2 separate regions of the Triticum aestivum genome follow, and region 1 is linked to region 2. Evidence: chromatin contacts called from public Hi-C data. All regions are on one chromosome and are shown on one strand. The core of a region is the stretch at or near the end of the contact, and the rest is flanking DNA. Distances in the headings are between cores, read along the strand shown. Region 1 holds the start of LOC123051530. Region 2 holds the start of LOC123051528 (probable apyrase 2).

Evidence for each region. A called contact is a pair of places that touch in the nucleus more often than the background predicts.
Region 1: a Hi-C map of leaf shows a contact between it and region 2, with 7 times the contacts expected there. The contact joins the promoter of LOC123051530 here to the promoter of LOC123051528 in region 2. A contact is called at or near these places in 3 of 5 Hi-C or Micro-C datasets (all in leaf).

Annotation. Positions count from the first base shown.
Region 1 is chr2D:57,358,099-57,364,626 of IWGSC CS RefSeq v2.1, forward strand. LOC123051530 reads left to right here and starts at 2,919. Exons shown (of 6, transcript XM_044474422.1): 1 at 2,919-3,922; 2 at 4,051-4,230; 3 at 5,064-5,207; 4 at 5,385-5,561; 5 at 5,720-5,899; 6 at 6,399-6,528. The coding sequence starts at 3,116. The coding sequence ends at 6,464.
Region 2 is chr2D:57,167,736-57,175,222 of IWGSC CS RefSeq v2.1, forward strand. LOC123051528 (probable apyrase 2) reads right to left here and starts at 4,657. Exons shown (of 9, transcript XM_044474421.1): 1 at 3,885-4,657; 2 at 3,670-3,798; 3 at 3,537-3,593; 4 at 3,259-3,351; 5 at 2,087-2,292; 6 at 1,402-1,496; 7 at 686-900; 8 at 387-576; 9 at 1-298. The coding sequence starts at 4,196. The coding sequence ends at 186.

The sequences.
Region 1 (6,528 bases), core at 1,669-4,168, 190 kb after region 2:
GATCTGACCGATCTCATCGATCATCGCGAGTCCGATTCCAATTTACGTTTCACTGTTAACCCCGATGGCGGATACCGACCGGTAGGGGTAGGTTGTGTCACGACCTCATCGATTCTGATTGACAGAAAACATAGCCACATCGATCCCCATGTGCAGTTGATCTCATCAACCGTGCACACAGCAGATCTCATCAACGACAACAGATCTCATCTGCCGCCTTCACATATCTAATATGCATACGATCTGAATCCAAATCCTATAGCAGAGGCTCCGATACCACTATTGGGTTCTATGGTAGGGTGCGTCGACTGCAAATTAAAATTTTCTACGCGCAGAACATCCAGGAACATGCTACGGGAATGGATCACAGATTGTTACCACTAGACACGCAGTGCCATGCAGCGGAAGAAGAGTTGGGGCAGCGCGTCCGCGTGGATCGTCTCCTTCTCGTCCGATCTCCCTCGAACAGCCGGTAGTCGGATCCCTCGTACAGGTTCACCGGAGCGGCGCAAGTGCACCGCCTCTAACGGTATCCGCACGTGCATGAGGAACATCGTGCGCGGACTGCTAGGTCCGATCACACAACCGGCGGCGAGTGGAGGTATCTATTCGCAACACATGCAAATCCTAGTGACAACGCCGAAGCGATCAATCGAATAAGTATGTCGCACCTCCACTATATATAGGCATCTGTCGCGGGCTCAACTCTTGGGCCTCGCACAGATCCTAAAGCCCACAAGTCTACTTGGCCACAATCCGAATACAGCTCGGATCACATCCGACCAGTGTCCTCGGATCCGACCTCGTAGGTTCCTTCCCTTAAGCGCGCGACAAGCCGGCTTGGTCGCAGTTCGGATCACCACCAAACTGCACGGTTGGCAGCAGCCTCTAGCAAGGCATGCCGAACACCAAGCAGACTATGAAGCTGGTTAGGCGAACCTGTACAACATGTCACACTTCTGTTCCCTTTGCCACACGATATATGTTGTTGGGCTCAAGGCGAGATTGTCATCCTTGTGCTAGCCCGACCTCTTTCTCGTTCCAGTGATGCCGACCACTATCCGGATTATCTCATAATCCTTGTCGCATGGCCATGCTTCTCCTGGTCGGATCACATGAGGGGCCCAGAGTATATCTCTCCTGATCGGAGGGGCAAATCCCATCTTGCTCGACCATGTCTCGCAGCATGGGTCTGGACAAGCCCGAAACCTACCTTTGTAACTACCCAATCACGGAGTAGCATTTGGTCAGCCCAAAGCAAGTCTATCACCATCCCGAGTACATACGCCAGCTCAGGTCATAGGACATAGAACGTATGTTGTACTAGAGACTCACAGATGACATGTCGCTGCGTCTCATAGTTGGGTCTGTCCAACTCGGACCTTATCTCGACTCGGATCCGACTACGTCGAATCCGACCAGATCCTTCCGAGTCAATATTATTCGGTTAGCATCCAATGCTCCATGGCTAGTGAGACCAAGCCATCCACCGTGTCATATGCTAGTCTAGTCCGACGTGTGCCCACACGTCACTTGCAACTAGGGACAATTTGGGATGTATCATACAACACAAGATCTCATGGACAAGTCACATACTTGCCAACAAGTATCATTGATTACATCCAAGGACCATCTTTATTCATAAACACATAGGAAATATCATCATACACGATTGCCTCTAGGGCATATCTCCAACATTGCGGGGTCGGGGTGGGCCGGCCTGACGTGGCAGACGCGCCCGGAGGCCCTCATATCCGCTGATATGAGGGGTGCCAGTCAGCCCGGGCGTTTGAGGCCCGTTTGAGGTGCCCGTCTGGGTCAGGTTTTCATGACCGGTCAGTAACCGGACGGGCCGCCCGGGCGTTTGAGGCCGGTTTGGGGTGCCCGACTATAGATGCTCTAAGGGACCCCGCCACAACATGTTATTGGGTTTATAATGTCTGTTTTCTGTCGAGTGAACCTTGTCATGTAATTAATTAGAGGTCACACATGCTATAATAAGTTGCCCTCAACATTGTGTTCTTCAGAAATTTCCATTCAACCCTATGGTTTGTTTTAGAAACCTGATAAGTGCCACACCTGTGGCACGAGCACGTGGCAACTCCGAACGTTATGATGGCAAGTTGGATGCGGGGATGACAATTTTAGTTGTCAAGCATGGCAACTTTTTTTTCGGATGACAAGTTTCAGTTATTTTTTGGTTTTTTTATTTTCGGATGACAACTTTAGTTTAAAAAACGTCAAGGCGGGAGCGCTTTATGCCACACGTGTGACACTTATCATTTGGGTGTTTTATCGTATGAATCTTCATTACCATATAGGTTTTTTTAGACAATCCATATAGCTTTTCTCCCATGCTGCTCGAGAGAAAAGGGCTAAAAATGAGTAGGGCCTGTTGGTGACCGAGCTCCATGGAGCCCTTTATTTTTTTTAAATGCAAAATTCAAACTTCCTGGATTCAAAAAGATCTGAAGAAAATATGCAAGTATACAAGAAAAAAATGTATGCGTGCGCAAAAATTCAAGATGCAGTATCTTGAAATGCGACCTGTACAAAAGAGACAAAATTCTGGACTTTGAGGATGAATAGCATCATGTGTGAAAAAGGCCCAGATTTGTTTTTTTTTCACAGCCTTCATTTCAATGTATTTTGTTCTGAAAATTTAAACACATGCACATTATGCCTCCATGTATGTCTGCATTTTTTTCAGAATTTTGGAAATGTAAAAATAGGCATTCTGATGATTTTGAAATCAGGAAATGGGTATCACAGGCCCACTGGCCGATACCTATCCCTGACTTTGATCCCGGTGCCAAACAGCCAAAAAATACGCCTACTACCACTCTCACCTCACCCACTGTCCCACTCTGATCGCACGCCCTCGAACTCGGTGCGCAATAATGCTACGGCGGCATCTTCCTCCCGTCCCAACCGTGCGGTGGCTTCCAAACGCCGCCTCCACCGCTTCGCCGTCGCGATCACCCGAAACTAACAAGCCACCAGCTGCCCCCCACCCCGCACATGCACTCGTCTGCTCCCACTTCGCCTCCTCGCTCACACCCCAGTCTGGCACTCTCCACCCCACGCCACAGCCATCCGTAACCACCGCTCTTCCATGGCGGCCGCCGACGACGATGGCCAGATCGACGACGACGAGTTCTACGAGTACAACCCGCACCCCTACGGCGGCGGCTACGACATCTCCGCCACCTACGGCGCCCCGCTCCCGCCCTCCACCTCCACGTGCTACCCCGTCTCCTCCCCCGCCGGCGCCCCCGCGCGCTCCTCTCCGCGGCCGCCCGCGCCCGCGCCCGTTGCTGCACCCGCCACGCCGCAGCCGGCACCGTCTTCGCCCGCGAAGCCTCGGCCGGCCCCATCGCCAGAGCCGGCGAGGACACCGCCCTTTTCGCCCGTTCCGGTGCCGATGCCGGTGCCGGTCGCGGAGCCGTTCTACTGGCCCAAGCCGCACGACTACGGGGACGCGCCGCGGTGGCCGCCGGTGTACCCCACGCCGGAGGTGTTCCGGCGCTGGCCGTACCTGGCGGCGGGGTCGCATTGCTGCCACTCGCGAGGCGGGCCGCGCGACTACTGGAGGCAGTGCATGCGCGGGCTGGACTTCCTCTTCGGCCACGCCGACGGGTACGGGGAGCGCCGGATCGGGACCGACTGCCACGGGGTCCCCGTGTACGCCAACAAGAAGGGGGGAGTGGAGGACGCCGTGGTCGTCGAGGTGCCGCCGCCGGCAATTGGGAGTGTGCAGTGGCACGACGCTGGCGAGGTGCCCGCGACTGGGAATGCGCAGTGGCATGACCACGGCGAGGTGCCGGCCATTGGGAATGTGCAGTGGCACGACCATGCGGAGGTGCCGGCAATTGGGAATGTGCAGTGGCACGACGCCGGCGAGACGCACGATCAGAGCAATGTGAGGAAATGCACCGCGTCATTCTTCAGTTTATCTTGCTTTAGTATACTCACTTGGCATACTAGTATTATCTTCCTCTGTCAGTATTATATTGACCGATTCCTTCATTGTTTTGCACTCGGAGACAGTGGCTATCTTCGTACGACAATGCAAAAGAGGATACGTATGCATATGCCCATTCTACGTATGGCTCGTATGACACATCCTACGAACAGTCTTACAGTGTTAATGTTGTTTCGGATGAACCTACTTGGTTTCCCAATCAAAGCTACCATGATGTTTACAGAGAGGAGGAACCTCGGTATCAGGTATTTCTCAGCTCTGAATGATCCAAGTGTCAGTCACTCAACTGGCTAGTGAGCAGTGAGTGACTAGTTGTCAGCCTGTACATTGCGCAATTATGTGTTATGTTTTAATTAATAACTTAGTCGTGCTGGTATGTTTTAATCTTTGTTTGCTCTGTCAGTCAATGGGTCCGCCATAGGAGCACCAGTGTTGTGTAAGTACCATCAGCATATTGACTTGCTCTGCCCAGTGATTAATTTGACCTTTATAAAGAGCAACCTTAGACTAGAAATGCAAAACGAATCAATGAGTTGTATGTCTGAAAGATGCTTCAGTAACTAGAGTAGACAATCCAGTCCATGATTCAGTCCCTACTTCAGTAACTAGATGCTTCAGTAACTAGAGTAGACAATCCATTCCCTGCTTGTTATGTTCACATCTAAACCCCATCTCAGTTTCACACAAGCGTCCTGTTATGGTGCAGAGAGTACTATCTCAGCTCAACCTATATATTGCTACAATCAAAGCTTTAGTGAACGGACACTCTAAAGTTGTACAATTTGTTTGTTTAATGTGGCAATATGTACTGTTTCTTTAATCTTTCACTGAATGAGGTAGCTACAGGCACATAAGTGTTTTCTAACTACACATCTGCATATATATTTGCTCTGCCTGAATGTAGCTACAGTAGGCAAGACACAAAACAAATCAAGAAGATTTTTTATATGTTCGAGAGAGATGCTCCAGTAACTACAGTAGGCTACCCAATCAATGATTAGTTACTTATGACTTACACCCTATCCTGCTTGACTGCTTGTTATCTTCACATCTAAACCCCATCTCAATTTCAACGCAGGAGGTTTTGCCCAGTTATGGCATAGAAAGCACATTTTCATCTCAACCTATTTATTGTTACAATCAACACTCTGGTGAACAACCACTGCATGTTCAGGTTGAGCCTCCGGAAACATTTTATTCTCACAAGTTGGAGTACCACGAGGTTTGTTAGCTATCAATGTCAATTACTTAGCGCTTTCAGTTTTGTGTTGATACATCAGTAGTTGCTATACATGCATTTGCCTATCCAGGCTGACTACATTTGTCTCCATGAAAATATAATATGTTTCTCTATATTCTCATAATCGCTAACTAGATAATCTTTTTGATCCTTATATAGAATTTCTCAACATATACCAACCATATTGATAATTCGGAGATATCGACACAGTCATGTGAGATACAGCCCTATGCATATGTACCTGACAGCCCAGTTGAAGCTTATCAACCTTCTTGGTCGATGAATTTGGGATACTACCAGGACTCCGCAGAAGAGGTGACTCCTCAGTACGATAATGTAAGATGTACTCCTGTCACATTTGAGATGCTACTGATACAACACTGATATAAGATCCTGTTTGTTTATATAACTGTCATATTGACAGATTATTGACTGATTGTTCAGAGTACAGCAAATATATCTGTTCTTTGTTAACTCATTGTTTTGGCTAGCAGCATGCTTTCGAATCTGGTGAATATGGAGGCATGGCAAGCATATTCTCGTCTTCCTCCTATCCTACTCAGCAAGTAGAAGTTTATGAGCAGTCTTATGGTGATGAGTATGTCTCCTTAGAACAAAATTTCCAGAGCAACTGGAATGCTTTTTCTGAAGATACCTCTGAAATCACTAAATCAGTAAGCATAAGAGCGTGTATTGTTATTTTTATTTTTTGTAAGTGTTATAGATCAAATTGCAATGCTGGACGCTTACATTTTTCTGTGACATATTTTCCCTGTGAACTGAATGTGCCGGCATATGCTTATTTTCTAGCAAAGCGATCCTTATCTGCGAGAACCTATTGTTGGAAGCAAACTCTCAGCCATATTGTCTACTGTTGCTATTGCTATTGTAGGCAACTATAGAATCGTAGAATTCAGATTTTTCCCTATCCCTTTACGTGGTTGATTTTCTTTAATAAATAGCGTTAGTTGTTTAATAATTGTAGCTTGATTTTCTGTCTGTGACCAGCAAACAGTTAAGATAACTGGGTTTATGTCATTTTAACAATTTACAAGTCATGTAGTTTCTTGTGCTTTGCCCTGATTTTTGTAGGTTTGCAACTGAAAAAAGAGTTGTTTTGTATGGTTAATACTTGTATGTGGAGCAAAATAGCTTACTGTATTTAACCTGCAGGTTGATGGCAACCATCTGAATGGCTCCTTCTGGCCCTTTGGAGAATACTCAACATATACTGTATAGTTAATGTTGTAATTTCAGTTTAGTATCAAAATATCATATACTCCCTCCGTCCCGAATTAACTGT
Region 2 (7,487 bases), core at 3,407-5,906:
CGTATGAACCTATACTGTATGGGAGGGGGGCTGGACGAACTGGACTGACCGGGTGACAAAATGGCGACTTCAGGGGGGAAGCACAGACAGAACCGGCTCAAGTCGAAACCCCCAGAATCCAAAACTTCTACGGTGGCCATGTCCATGCTCCCACGTTGATGTTTCTGTTGCTACACTGGCGCTGCCTATGATGATGATGCAACCTCGATGGCACTTCCAAGTGGCCACGCTGCTTCCACAAGCGCGTCGCTGTAAGGAACCTTCTTTACCAATGTCATCTCTTGTTGGGGATCAACACCTGCAAGATGGAAAGCGGAAAGCATTAGATATATCTGCGATAGTTGTACACGATTATGGACATTTTTACTTTGCGCTGAGCCTCTTACCAAATCCATCCACGAGCAGTGTGTACTGGTAAACAAGATCCATGCAAATGTATGGAACGTTATCCTTCTGGACACCAGGGTAGCTAGATTGGGCGTCATTCACGTTCAATTTACAAGCACGCTTGGCAGCTTCCTCAAAGTCTGAGGGTTTGACCTTGGCAACAGCCGCATTGGAGTTAATGAAACCAGCCTGAACAGGAATTACGGAATGCTTAGAAGTGCATTATGAGAAAGAGTAGCAAGGTGAAATTTATCTTCAAAAGGAGGACAGTGCTAGAATCAGAAGTTCCATAAATTACCTCAGCAGCCCTGTCAAAGAAAAACGACGCTACAAAGAGATTCTTCTGGCCAGCACCACCACCACCATTCCAAATGCCACCAAAGGAACATTTCATGTGAGTGCATGCCTCATCTACTTTAAGAGCTTTCACCACATCAGCCCTGCATTCCGAAAAACTACTGCCAGAAGGTGCAGCCGATGCTTCAAATGTATTGCCACCATACTTGTATTGCCCTAAAATCATAAATGCCATTAGAATAGAGTCCTATGATCAGCACAATGAAAACAAGCATGTCAGGTCATAGTCTGCTCGTGGTTTGTATTGGCTATGGGCTTTTATGGACATAATACAAAGTAAGTAATATTCCCTCCGTCCCATAATATAAGAGCGTTTTTGACACTACACTAGTGTCAAAAACGCTCTTGTATTATGGGACGGAGGGAGTACATGGTAATACAAGTACTTTTAACAGAAAGGATGATAAGCGGCAAAGACTAACAAGCAGAACAAATAAGATGGCTTGTCCTGTAGAGAATGGTAATGTACACAAAACAAATTTGAGGAATTCGTCCTACTGTAAGCCTGAGTTTGTTTCACAAGATAGCAAAGCTGACTTCTTTGGGGAACAAACTTCACTGAATGGGCTGGGAACTAACCTAGACTTTTAAGATGCAGATGAAAAAGACAATACACAGTTGCTGCTAGAACAGTAAGGCAGAAGAAAGCAGTCATACCCTGATGTCCAGCCAATACACAGTTGCTGTAACCATTCGCATTGCCAGCTTTTAAGATCTCTGCTCTAGCAGCCAGCAATCCGTAGCGCAAATAACTGCAACAAAAGTTCACAGTTATATTCATGATTTAAACTCATGATACCTTGGACGAGAATAATCATGTGATGTCACTTCCATTAGTGATACACCAAAAACTTATTACCCCGCAGAGCACAAGTCGACGCATGACTAAAGTCAGTTCAGATTAGGTATTGGTTGAACCGATGGCAATATGTTTGTCTACAATGCAGTTACCTTGAAACAGTGTTAAATAAAGTCATGCTTTTCTTGAGATTACTCAGCTGTTTTTACTGATGGATTTTTACACATTTAAATTGGGATCATCATGAAATTTCTCACACTCCCATTATGAATTATTTTATGTCATTAATGTATTGCAGTGACATGATTGTTTCTTACATAGTTACACATTTTTTCTTCTTTCAGTGATTTATGACTCATCAATCCAATTAGACATAAACAAGATGTGCAGGACAGTACCACCACCAGGTGCTTAAATAGTTTTTGATAATTGTTAATTCATGTTATGCTTAGAAACATCGGCAGAGGGTTCACAAATTACCAGAACAATAATTCAGCTAAACAGGAGGAACAGCAAAAAGCTAACAGAAGTTATAATATCAACCTGTGGACATAAAGATGATATGTTGTCCCTTTAAGGAAAAGCTTCTTCACGTATGATTCTTCACCATCTGCTGGTTTAGGAGCCTTTTCAGCATCCTTCTCTGGGATAGCATACGCCATTTGGACAGATCCACCGCCAAGGTCAACCACACCAACTGTGTCTGCGTACGTCTTTCCCAGATTTCCCAACAGATAATTAATGGTGACCTGTAAGAATATAGAAGAGTGAATGGGAGATATATGGTATATATCCCTGCACTAGAAGGTAAACACAGCAGCAAAGCTTATGAATAATTCCTAAACACTCTACTTGGCGCACGATCTGACCTCTACTAGGCCTGGTCGGTGGTTACCTTGAACTCTACTTACATACAATTTTATATATCTATATCTACAACACTAATAACTTTGAATATTGGCTGTTGGATGAAGCCAATCCAACGGTGGAAAGTTGGCGAATCCAAGCATTGTTGGTCATTGGATATCTTATTCACTACACAAGATTTTGCCATGCATGCGTGCTATCTAGAATATTCCATTACTAAGCTTAAGCACAATGCACCCTATGCACAAACCTCAAATCACTATGTTTCTCCTTTGCTCTAGAATCTTCCATACTTTAACACTGCCCACTTTTTCCTTCTAAATGAATTGCTATTGCTTTTTTACTTTATGAATATCAAATGCATAATTGTGCACAAACCTTATCACTTCATTAAAGAAAACACACCCAAAAAAAAATTCCATTGCTACAGTAGCATAGCAATGTAAAATAGCTCTGAAATAATTTACATTCACTTTTGCTTTATTTACTTCTTGTACAAGGCTATGACAGTATCTTCATAAAATGATTTATATTTATTTGTCAGTGCCATGAACTACAAGAATCAAATCTACATCTCATACATGATGCATATGTGACTATAAATTTATATAGTTGCTTGTGTTATGTGATATGTCAATATGCAATCGTACTTTGGCTATGTAAGTTCTGACGTGCAATGCACGTGTACCTTACTAGTAAACCACCAAATATCAGTTCATAACTTAAGGAAAATGGCATGTAGTCTTCTAAAAAATGAAATACATGCAGTGATAATTTTTTTTTTTACTCAAGAGCCTTAGAATAACATGAAACACAAGCATATGTGATAAGTAAGGCCAGCATCCTACCCATTCATATGCACCTTCCTGAGTTCCATCAAGAACTGTGACCCAATCCGGCTGGTTCTTAAATGAACTCTTTTCACGAAGAAGATCCCTAACCTGCATGTTTGTGGATACATTAACACCCAGGTACACAATCAATCATGGCAAATTGGTAATAACGTAACAAAAACCACACTGAAACAAAACAAAAAAAACATAACAACCCGCAATGCAGACAATGATGATGATGATATGATAGAAGACAGACAATGATGATGATGATATGATAGAAGAGCATTTACCGCTTGCAAGATCTCTTCGGATTTTCCTGCTCCCAACGCTCTTAGCCCTGCTGTGGCCTGTGAATGAACAAGGAAACTAAGAACATCAACAAGCACCGATTGCAAAATCAATTAGTGTGAACAAACTACTCACCCCAACTCTGACAGGCGTCTGGTCGCGCAATTCAGCCGGAACCACTTCCTTGGCCTTCTCAATGAGGGAGACGAGCGATTGAGCAGCCTCGCGCGGGTCCTGGGCGTACGCGCTAAGTCCAGGCTTTTTCTGCCAGGGCGGAAGGGGAACGGAATTCAGCCGACAATAACCGAGACCAGATCCAGATCCGATGGACGAACGGGTGGTCGCCTTACCTGGACGAAGAGCTCGATGTCGGTGCCAATGTGGACCAGATCCAGGTTGCCGTCGAAGCAGAAGACGTGGACGCGGCTGCCGGAGCTGCCGGCGTCGAATATGACGGCGTACTTCTTAGCCCCGGCGGCCCCGGCCCCTCCTCCGAGGGGCCTCTGGGCGGCCCCCGCGGGCGCGCGCGGCATGAGCAGGAGCACGAGCGAGACGAGGGCGAGCGGCGCGAGCACGACGAGCAGCACCCCGCGGTAGCGGTGCACGCGGTCGGCGAGCGTGTCCTGGCGGCCGGCGCCCGGCAGCTGCGAGTAGCGGCGCATCTTGTCGGCGGGCAGGAGAAGGAGGTCGGGCGAGGAGGGCGTGCGGTAGCGGATGCGGCCCCCGGGGCCGGGGGGCGACGGCTGCTTGACCGCCTCTAGATCCTCCGCGGGATCCAGCGCTCCCGTCCGTCCGCTCCGCTCCGCGCGCGTCGGCGTGGGCGTGGAGGAGGCGAGGGATGGAGGGCCGATCTGCGCGAGCCTCGGGGGTGGAGTTTTAGGCGGGCGCGCGTCGGTGGGTTTGACTTCGGGATCCGGGCGCGCGCTGGGGAAATGCGTGCGCCTCGGGACGTGGCGCGGTGGTCTCTGGCTGCTGTGCTGCCGCCGGGCACGCGCGCGACGGAGGCGGGAGGGAGGTGGCGGTGGCGTGCGGAAAGGACGGCGCTTTGTAGCGGCCGCGGCGGGGGAGGGGGTGGGGGTTGCTTGTGCGGGTTCGCCGTGCCCGTGCCGGTGCGGTTGGGTCGGGGTTGGCCTCGTCCGCGCGCGTGTGCGGAGTTGGCCGGACGCCACCGGAGCTGCGGTGCTCGGTAATTTCTCACGGTGCTGGTCCACGGGTGCGCCGGACCGTGATTGGTTGGTGCAGGTAATTGACCGTGTACGCGCCAACCAGAGAGCGTGTCGACGTGTTGATGCATTCAGCGATCCAGTTAAACATAAAAAAAAAACTTTCAATGGATTCATCCATAGTCACGGCAATATACAAACAATAAAATAAAAGTAACAAGTCCATAGACCATTACCGACTAATATAGGCACTGAAACGAGTCAAAGGAGTACAGCCATCGTCATCCCTTACCGATGCCGGACAAATCTTGTTATGGTAACAGTGAGAAAGTCATCATCGATGAAGAGAAGCTCAAAAGTATCCAGCCTGCAGACACATGGATGCAGATGAACGAGGACCGAATCCAAGTAGATTCACTGAAGACAAAAGCCGGCCGAATCTTCGGAGATCAGCTAGAGACACACCTCCAAATGCCCTCAGACGATGCTAGAAGTACCACCGGGATGGGGCCAGGCAAGGAGAACCTCATTCCATCTTCAAGAAGCCGTTGACGCAAGTAGGACGCAAAACCTAAACCGAGACAAAGAGACACCTAAAACGGAGTAGGACCCATCCCACTGCCAAGGGTCGAGATCCATCGCACCTCCATTGCATAAGGCCACAAAAAATGAGACAAAATGTGGCAACAAGGACATGATTTAGGAATCTCTGATCATCCGAGTCGCAAGGAGCACATGCGAAGGGATACGATGCCAGACGCGTGCTCTAGTAGCAATCCATTTTACCATTGGGGAAGCCCACTCAGTGCACACATTTTTTTTCTCAGTCACCTACAACCTTTTTACTTGAATTGAAAAAACACAGCAAATACGGTGTTTTTGATCATGAACAAAAATTACTCTCTCCTATACATATTAATTGTCACTGATTTAGTACAAGGGAATACAAAACAATTCCCGTAACGATGATTTTTTCAGAGGCATCTTTCTATACCTATTAATAAAGGAAGGACTATTCTTTCCCAAGTACTACATGTTTTACAGAAAATCCCTTGATCTTTCTGATATTCAACCCGCAATCCAGGCTTAAATCGGATTTTCGCTTTTGCAGAAAAACCCCTTATGTTTTTCTAATCAACTCGCAGTTCAATTCTAAGTCAGATTTTTGATTTTGTAGTAAACCCCCTGATATTTGGGATAATCAACTCACAGTCCATATCAAATTCTTAAAAAAAGATCCATATCTTTAAAACCGTAACTCCAAAGTTAACATGTATATGGAATTTGATTACAAAATCTATAGGATCTAAATACGATGTTATTTTATCTATTAAGTTTTTTTTAAATACTATTTAGGGTGCTACACTACAGGAATCAGCTAATTTGGCGTCCGCCAAGACGGCAAAATGCACCGGCAAAGAAAGGATCGGTAAAGAGCTTCTTTGCCGTCTGCTTTCTGAAGCGGACGGCAAAGGGGCCTTTGCCATCAGCGGCTGACGGCAAAGAAAGTCGACGGCAATAAATTCACCGTTAGTCCGTTAGGTGGCTAACGGCAGTATTTGCCGTCCGCCGCTGACGGCAAATAGCATCAGGCCTTTGTCGTCCGCCTAATGACGTCAGTTGGACGTCACTGCCCACCAAGTCTTTGCCGTCCGCCGCTGTAGCCAAAGGCTTTGCCGTCCGCCACTGTAGGCAAACTGACCAAATCGGTCAGCTCCCAGGAAGCACAGTTGGCTGCCACGTGGCTTCTTTGCCGTCAGTCGCGGACGGCAAAGAGCCCATTGTCGTCGGTGGCTGACGGCAAAGAGCCTGCATTGGCTCTTTTTTCTGTTTTTTTTAATCCAACAATTTTCACAGCAAATATATATGACATATATAGATATATTTCACAGGGTTATTTCACAGCAAACATATCCAGCACATAAGTTTCATCGTACATACATATATAGTTCCATCCATTCATACATAGCAAGTTGCACATACACATTGTTCCATCATAGCAAGCTAAGAATACTAGAAGAGAATGAAAGAAAAAACAAGCACTCCATCATAGCAAGCTAGCTTCCGTGAAGTGAATGAGATCTGCAAAATGGCAAATAAGAAAGTTGGAAAAAGGTGACTAGAAGAAGAAAACTAGAAGAAAAAGTATATGTCATTTATGAGCTAGCTTAGGTGAAATGGATCATTTATGAGCTAACTTAGGTGAAATGGATCGTTTATGAGCTAACTTAGGTGAAATGGATCGTTTATGAGCTAACTAAGGTGAAATGGATCGTTTATGAGCTAACTAAGGTGAAATGGATCGTTTATGAGCTAACTTAGTTGAAATGGATTGTTTATGAGCTAACCTAGGTGAAATGGATCGTTTATGAGTGTAGCGACCAGACCTCAAACAGTCTAGTCTCTGTGCATCAGTGTCATCCCTGGATCGGTAATGCTGACACGCACAGTACTTGAAGGATTTATAACAGAGTAGCAATCACACACTTATTACATCGAATAGTTCAAGAGAAATCAATACAAATAAATATGGCTTAAGGCCATCTAAAAACGATAACAGCGGAAGGCTTGGAAGATAAAGTGAGTCCATCAACTCCAACGGCATCACTGAGTATAAGACCACGACCTAAGGCTCCTTACTCGTCGTCTGAAAAGTCTGCAACATGATACGTTACAGCCCAAAAACAGGTCAACACAAGGAATATGCTGGCAATGTAACACATAGAGAGTAATGAACAGAATAATGCTATCACTACATGCATATTTGGCTGGTGGAAAGCTCTATGGTTA